Linked DNA regions of Sus scrofa: region 2 is linked to region 1. The links are chromatin contacts, called in public Hi-C maps. All regions are on one chromosome and are shown on one strand. Each heading gives the region's core, a stretch centred on a gene start, on an enhancer-like site or on the middle of the called end of the contact. The rest is flanking DNA. Distances are from core to core; before and after follow the strand shown. Region 1 has its middle 68 kb from the start of AMPD3. Region 2 has its middle 95 kb from the start of SWAP70.

What was found. A called contact is a pair of places that touch in the nucleus more often than the background predicts.
Region 2: a contact with region 1 is called in a Hi-C map of embryonic fibroblasts, with 3 times the contacts expected there. The contact joins two enhancer-like sites. A contact is called at or near these places in 2 of 47 Hi-C or Micro-C datasets (embryonic fibroblasts and skeletal muscle) and 1 of 2 datasets of contacts at active chromatin or transcription factors (skeletal muscle).

The regions. Positions count from the first base shown.
Region 1 is chr2:49,150,773-49,154,600 of Sscrofa11.1, forward strand. No RefSeq gene overlaps it. Among named protein-coding and RNA genes, the nearest start is that of AMPD3, 68 kb to the left of the region's middle. Within about 2 kb of position 2,104, at least 8 of the 83 cell types and tissues checked have an H3K27ac peak or open chromatin away from gene starts, as enhancers often do. A contact at or near this core is called in embryonic fibroblasts, where this site is marked.
Region 2 is chr2:49,708,148-49,712,030 of Sscrofa11.1, forward strand. No RefSeq gene overlaps it. Among named protein-coding and RNA genes, the nearest start is that of SWAP70, 95 kb to the right of the region's middle. Within about 2 kb of position 2,009, at least 47 of the 83 cell types and tissues checked have an H3K27ac peak or open chromatin away from gene starts, as enhancers often do. A contact at or near this core is called in embryonic fibroblasts, where this site is marked.

The DNA of each region.
Region 1 (3,828 bases), core at 854-3,353:
ATGTGTGTGACAAGCTGGTTGGCACTGAATGAGTCACTCTTCCTCTCTTGGCTTGGTGTCTTCATATGTAAACTGAGGAAATGCCAGGGACTCAGAGCCCTTTTCTTATCTCCCTGTCACTGGCCATCTTGCCTCAGTTATAGGCCTCCCTGCAGGCTATACACAGCCTCTTTGAAAAGAGTCTCTGTGACTTAAGTTCTCCACCATTAAGGATTCCTGTGAGTTCTGGGAGCAGGGGCCTGGGATAGGACCACCATGGGTATTGGATGAGACTGAAAGCCTTGGCTCTGGAATGTACTGGAGTGGGGGAGCAAGGAAACTCCCAAAGTTGGGGGAAATCCCCTTTTCAAGTTTGTTTGTTTACTTATTTATTTTGTCTTTTTAGGGCTGCACCCGTGGCATATGGAGGTTCCCGGGTTAGGGGTCAAATTGGAGCTGTCGCTGCTGGCCTACACCACAGCCACAGCAACACCAGATCCAAGCCACATCTACAACCTATGCCACAGCTCATGGCAACGCCAGATCCTTAACACACTGAGCAAGGCCAGGGATCAAACCTGCGTCCTCATGGATGCTATCAGATTTGTTTCCACTGGGCCACAATGGGAACTTCGAAATCCTCTTTTTAAAGATAATCCTTTATTTTTATAAAAATGATAATTTTCATTTGTTGTATCTTCTTTATTGAAGTATAGTTGATTTACAATGTTTCAGGTATACAGCAAAGTGATTCAGATATATATATGTGTGTGGATATATATATATATCCTTTATGCCTGTGAGTTTATTTCCATCTTGTAAATAAGCTCATGTGTATCATATTTTAGACCACACATATAAGTGATATCATACTTGTCTTTCAGTCGGACTTACTTCACATGGTATGACAATCTCTAGATCCATCCATGTTGCTGCAAATGGCAGATATTTATTTATTTATTTGTTTGTTTGTTTTAAAGCTGAAATGTTATTAGAAATATGGCAGATATATATTTATTATAACCAATTCAAACAACAGTGAAAAGCACAAAGAAGTTAGTCAAAAATCTTCAAAATCTGGGGTTCCCATCATGGCTCAGCGGTTAACAAATCCAACTAGGAACCATAAGGTTGCAGGTTCAATCCCTGGCCTCTCTCAGTGGGTTAACGATCTGGCATTGCCGTGAGCTGTTGTATAGGTTGCAGATGTGGCTCGGATCCCACATGGCTGTAGCTGTGGCGTAGGCCAGTAACTGCAGCTCAGATTTGGCCCCTAGCCTGGGAACCTCCATATGCCACTGGTGCCGCCCTAGAAAAGACATAAAAGACCAAAAAAAATTTTTTTCAAAATTCCATAACCTCCAAATAATAAAAATAATCATGGCTAACACAAATAAACACCACTGCAGATATTTCTCTGTTTATATGTGCATTGAGAAGGATAGATAGGAAGGTAACTAAAAAGGGAGAGTGGCTGGATGGACAGATGCACAAAAGGACAGATGGATGAATGGATGGATAGGTGGATGGATATGAAGAAATAGTTAAAAAGAGATCACTCTTGGAGTTCCCTTCGTGGTGCTGCAGAAACAAACCCTACTAGAATCCATGAAGATGGAGGTTCCATACCTGGCCTCGCTCAGTGAGTCAAAGATCCAGCATTGCCACGGGCTGTGGTGTAGGTCGCAGGTGCGGCTTGGATCCCGTGTTGCTATGGCTGTGGCGTAGGCCGGCAGCTTTGGATCAGATTCGACTCCTAGCTTAGGAAACTGCATATGCAGAGGGTGCAGCCCTAAAAAGAAAAGGAAAAAAAGGGATCACTCTCCACATACTGCTTGGTCAAAGGTATAAAACACTGAAGTAAAGCTAATGGAATTGCTTAACTTTGTTTATTCTCCGCAAGAGATATTATTTCTCAAAGATACCTCTAAGGTTAAGAAAACATATTATGAAACATATTAAGAGACTGGAATCACTATGTGTTTTTTTAAAATACAGTCCATTTTAGACCGTATCAATTGACTGGAGGCTATGAGAGGTAAGGAAATTAACACCCTTATGCTTCCTCTCACTCCCCCTCCTCCCACTTCCCGAATATTATGAGTAATACTGTTTTCTTTTTCTATTTTTGCCTCTTAATGTGAGTCATTGTCAGTGCATACTATCAGGATTAAATGGTGCATGTAATGGAGCAATGTGATGACATGGATTTCTACTACAGACAACAAAAAATGACCATAAAAGAGAAAAATTAAATTTTTTTTATTTGCCTACATCAGTTCAATAATAACTTCAACCATTTACGTGAACCACTGACCTTCTGTGCCCAATTACTCTGTATCACAAGAGTAATGATATGTGATTATATTCAAAAGTCAGATTTTTTTAAATAATAATAAAAGTAAATACAGGGTCAAACTGGATTACCTCTAAGTCTTTTGCAAACTATGGCTTTGTCTGGAGGAATCCCCATCGGGAGCTCAGAGAAGACTTGTCCTGTCTCAGAGCAGAGAGGGTCTTGAAAATATTAACCATCTCTAACATTATCCAGCATTTACTGACCGCTAAGTACAGGGTTAAGAACTTCTCATGTATTGGCTCTTTCAATCTCCTCACATTCTGATGAAGGTTGTTCTGTATTCTTTCTTAACTTTAAAAGTGAGGAAACTGGGAGTTCCTGTTATGGCACAGCGGAAGTGAATCCAACTAGTATCCATGAGGATGCGGGTTTGATCGCTGGCCTCACTCAATGGGTCAGCAATCTGGGGTTGCTGTGAGGTGTGGTGTAGGTCGCAGATGCGGCTCGGATCTGGCATTTCTGTGGCTGTCGCATAGGCTGGCAGCTGTAGCTCCAATTTGACCCCTAGCCTGTGAACTACCATATGCGGTGGGTGTGATCCTAAGGAGCAAAAAAAAAAAAAGAAAAGAAAAGTGAGGAAACTGAGGCAGAGTTGCTAAGTAATGCTAAAGATCTCATAACCAGTGAATAACAGACCCTAGGTTGAAATGCTCTTCAAGGTCAGTAGCAGAGCTGGAATTTGAAAACTTTCTCCATCTCCATAACTTACTAGCTGTGTGACCTTGGGCTAATCACTCATCCTCTCTGGGCCATAGTGTCTTCTATAAACTAGGGACTAATAAGGACTCCCCTGCCTATCACCCGGGGTGTCACGGGGGATCAAGGGAGCAGGGCCTGGAAAACAGCTTCGTGACACAGCGTGACCACCTTCTTCCCTGCAGAACTCAGCATGGCACGCAGCCGGTGGCCTTGGTCAGGGCTCAGTCAGGAATCAGCCTCTGCTGATGAGAAAAACATTACCACGAAGCCACAAAAACATAACAGTCCTCCTGCCAGAAGACAGTTAGATGGTGTAGGCGGAGAGTTTCGATGGCCGTGAACACTTTGCAAAGTTCACGTTCAGGGTGAATTCCAGCAGGACACTATTTGTTCACTGGGTTCACTGTCAAACTACTATCTGACAGAAGGCATTACATGGAGAGAATGTCAAGAGGGCTCCTGGCTATGGTTTCCACAGCCTTGAGCCGTATCTTTTCCTTGGACCCTGAGCACTAGTCCTCCCCTAGAACAGACACACTGGGCCCTGACCAAGCCACCAATCGGCCTCTCCGGAAGTGAAACCTGAAAGGTGAGGACCAGAGAAAGGCCCTTTCAAAACCCCGAGCAGAATGAAGAAGGAGGTCACCAGGCCAGCTTTCTGAGCCCGGGAGGCCCTGGGAGGCCCAGAGAGCTGACTTCTGGCCCTGATTCAAAACCATGACCTTGGGCAAGTCCCTTCTCCTCACAGGGGTTTTGTTTTTCTATCTGTAACACAAAGGCTTCCTGGACGC
Region 2 (3,883 bases), core at 759-3,258, 560 kb after region 1:
GCTAAATAGAGGGGAGTTACGGCAGCCTTTTGAGCAGAAAAGTTATAGAACCAGATCTGTCCTTTAGAAAAATAATGTTGGTGGCCGTGAACAGGATGGACTACAGGGGGGAGTCTAGAGGCAGAAAGACCACCAGTTGGGGTGATATTGCAATATTCTAGATGATGAACAGGGTACCAGAGCAGCCAGAGAAAAGGATGAGTCAAGTTGGAGATGAGGAACGGCCCTGCACACAGGCCTGCCCAGGTGGGGGACCTGTCCCCAGCCTTGGTTTGGCACCAACCAGCTGGTCCCAGGCATTGTGCTCGTCCCTGTTCCAAAGTGGGGCTGCGCCTCCTGCATATTTTTTCCACGATGTCCCAGACAGGTAGTTCCTGTGGGTCCAACCCAGAATCCATCCCTTCCAGGCCCATCTGAGAGCCCCCTTGTCCCACAGCTCAAGCCTTGGACATTTCCAGAGAACAGAGCCACCCACCAGCTCTCGCCTCACACTTCAGCCCTGGCTGCGGAAAGCTGGGGCCTCTTCTGTTAATTTTCTCCAGCTCCTCCGAGGCTGGGCCCTGGGCCCAGTGAAGTCACGGTCTGGGAGGCAGCCCTGGCTCCCTGCCCGCCCACGGAGGCTATATTTGGAGCAAGACAACTCCCTGCAGACACAGACTTGGGACCCACCCTGCAATGCTGCTGCCCCAACCAATTTTACCGAGTCTCCAAGCAGGGTGGGTGTCACTCATATTTTCACTTGTTTGCTCATTCATGAATTTGGTCACTCATTGCTCTAGTCTTCAAAACAACTGGATTGACACCTCCACCCCCGACATATGGGGGGGGGGCACGTCCACGTGCTTGTATGATATCCGTGTCTAAGTAGGAAAGGCAGAACATACTCTGGGGGGCCCTCGCTCTCGGTCCAATGGTGCTGGTGACTCAGGATTAGGTGCGTGTGGGTCTGTGGGTACCTGTGTGCGAGCAGGCACGTGCTCTCTGAGGAGGCAGCTGTGACTCAGCCACACGGCGTCGGTGCGTACCTGTGTGGATGTGCCTGTGTGCAGGCACCAGCAGTGGCGCTTGCCCCCAGGGGGTGGGGGAAGTGGTTGGGACTGACTCAGCTGCATCTGGTGACTGGGCGCCCGCAGGCCAGCTGTGACTTTATAGCCTTGCTCACTTGCCAAGCCAAACAGCCAGTGTTGGGTGCAAATATTCTACAGAGTGTGTGGGGAAGAGGTCCTGAGCAGGAGACTCAGCAGCCTGATTGCAGCCCTGTCTGCCCCTGCCGCTCCCCCCGCCCCGCCTGCACCTCCACTGCAAGTAGGGCCTCCCCCTCCCCTTCCCCAATCTCAACCCCTCTGGCCTGGTTTCCTGGAGGCTGGGAGGTCGCGCCTCATATTGACTCCTCTGTCATCTCCACCAGTCCCAGGTTGGCACACATTGGGTACAAGCCTTGTACCCAGCGCGGCAAGGCTGCCAGTCCCACCCATTTTCCTACCGCACAAAAACCCTTCTGTTTCCACCATGATTGCCTCGTTCTCCAACATGTGAGCCCAGCCCGTAGCCTCAGCAAGCACAACCGGGAACCTCTGCTGACCTCCTGGGCTCCAGCCCGGTCTGCTGCCCTGCCCCGTCCCCGCCCGCCCCGTCCCCGCCCCCATCTCCCCTTCGGTGTTTCTTGCCCCATCTATGCCTGTCTCCTTATCTGTCCCAGGGTCTATCTTTGTCTCTTCTCCAGGCTGTCTGTCTGCAGCGGAGGCTTCACAAGAGCAGAGGTGCTGACAGAGAGGGGGTGTGGGGAGGACACTCCGTGTCCCCTTTTTGAGCCTTATCTGGAAAACGAAGTTACTGCTCAGGGCTCAGGCTGGAATTTCGCCCCGGATGACCTTGCTCAGTTTGCTGGGGCCTCCCCGGGGACGGCTGGGGTCAGGCCAAGCAGGAAACAGGCCCCTGCTTGTTGGCTGCTCCTCCTCCCTCCTCACCCACTCTCGCCCCAACCCGCAGCCTCCAGCCGAGCGAGTCCGCAGAGGGCAGAGGGCCGCCCCTTTCCAAGGCACTTACAGAAACAGGGCTCAGGCTGTGCGCACCAACCCCTCCGGGGGAAGGGGAGCGGGGGAGGGGCGGGCCACGGCCAACCCGCCTCCTGGCGCCAGCAAGGGCCCCACGAGGAAACCCCCAGGAGCTAAGGAGGAACAGAGGGCTTCCCACCCTCGCCCCCCATGGCCCCAGGCCGGCCTGTACTTGCCCGCACATGTGTGAGCTGGGAATGACTAGTCGGGACATCTGGGTTTCGTCCTAGATGCTTCGTGACCTGTGTCCCCTTGGGCAACTGCCTACTCTCCACTCTCCCGGCCTCACCTTCCTCATCAGTAAAACAGGAAAGCAGCGCCAAGGTTCCCGGTGGCTGGAGATAAAATGAGTGGGCGGCAGTGCACGGGTGAGCCCCAGCTTGGGGGCTTCCTTCCGCCCTCAGCAGGACGACCCGCTGCCCCCTCTCCAGCCGGTGCAAGAGGATGCAACCTAGGCAACGACCCTTCCCCGCCCACCAGGACCGCTGGCTGGAGACCGCCTCGCCTGGGTCCGCGGCACACGCCTGCCCCCTGGCGGCCTCGCCGTCGCTGCTCCTGGCACGAGGGCATGCCCAAAGGGGGGCCTCCTGGGTCTGGGCTGCTCAAGGACCTGGCCCGGCGGGGAGGTTACAGCTCAGGATTTTTTTTTTTTTTTTCTCCTTGCATTCCTGCTTTTCCTCCATTTTTCCACATTGGGTAGGTATTTGCGATAAGAAAACCCCCCACAAACATCACTTCTTTTTTAAAATCACATGGAGTCTGTGGGAATTCTGGAAGTCCTGGGTTTTCTAGTATCTTCATTTACATGAGGTCTTCCAGGGTTGACTGGAAGAAAGGAGACAAGGACTTGTTGCATTGGGGTTGCTGGTCTACCCTCCACATATGCTGGGATTAACTTTAAGAAGAAAGGGAGGAGTGCCTGTGGTGGGTCAGCAGAAGCAAATCTGACTAGCATCCATGAGGTTGCGGGTTCAATCCCTGGCCTTGCTCAGTGGGTTAAAGATCCGGCATCACCATGAGCTGTGGTGTAGGGCACAGACTCAGCTCAGATCTAACTTTGCTGTGGCTGTGGTGTAGGCCAGTGGCTACAGCTCCGATTCAACCTGTAGCCTGGGATCCTCCATAGGCTGCTAGTGCAGCCCTGAAAGGAACAAAAAAAAAAAAAAAAAAAAAAAGGAGAAAGAAAGGGAAACATGTCTTCAGTCTCTGGCTAGGGTGGGCTAAATGCCTGGAAGAGGAAAGCTGTGGGCTGCTCAGTCAGTCTCTGATGGTGCCTGGGGGGTTGACTAGGGATATATTTGAGAACAGGGATTTATTTCAGAAAGGTGTCACTAACAAGCCAGCGTTTACTAAAGACTTACAGCTGTGAGGAGGCCTCCTGCCCTTCCCAAGCCCTGGGCTAAGCCGTTGGGAGAGTTCATCAGACCTGAAGCACCAGTAGGAGGCACCCCCGACTGATGTTGAGGTGGAATCTGCAAGACCACCACATGTGACCATGGGGGCAGAAGCCAGAGCCCTAGAGTGGAGAACAGCTCTGGCCACCACAGCAGAAAAGCTATAATGGCCACCAAGGAAGCCACAAGATCCCTGAGGGGAAAGCAGAGTCTGGGGGGTCCTTGGGGGTCTCCTGGGAGGTGGCTGTCCCAGGCCCTTGGGATCTACTTTGCAGCCAGTGGCTGGTGTGACTGGGAAAGTGGGAGGCTGGCTGGGGGGAGCCTTCATCCTGGGACCTTGGTGGTTCACTCAGCCATTCAGATACTTGTCATGCACCTGCTTTTGAAGGACACCCCAGAAATGACACCTGCCTGTGGAAGTGTAGCCTCACATGA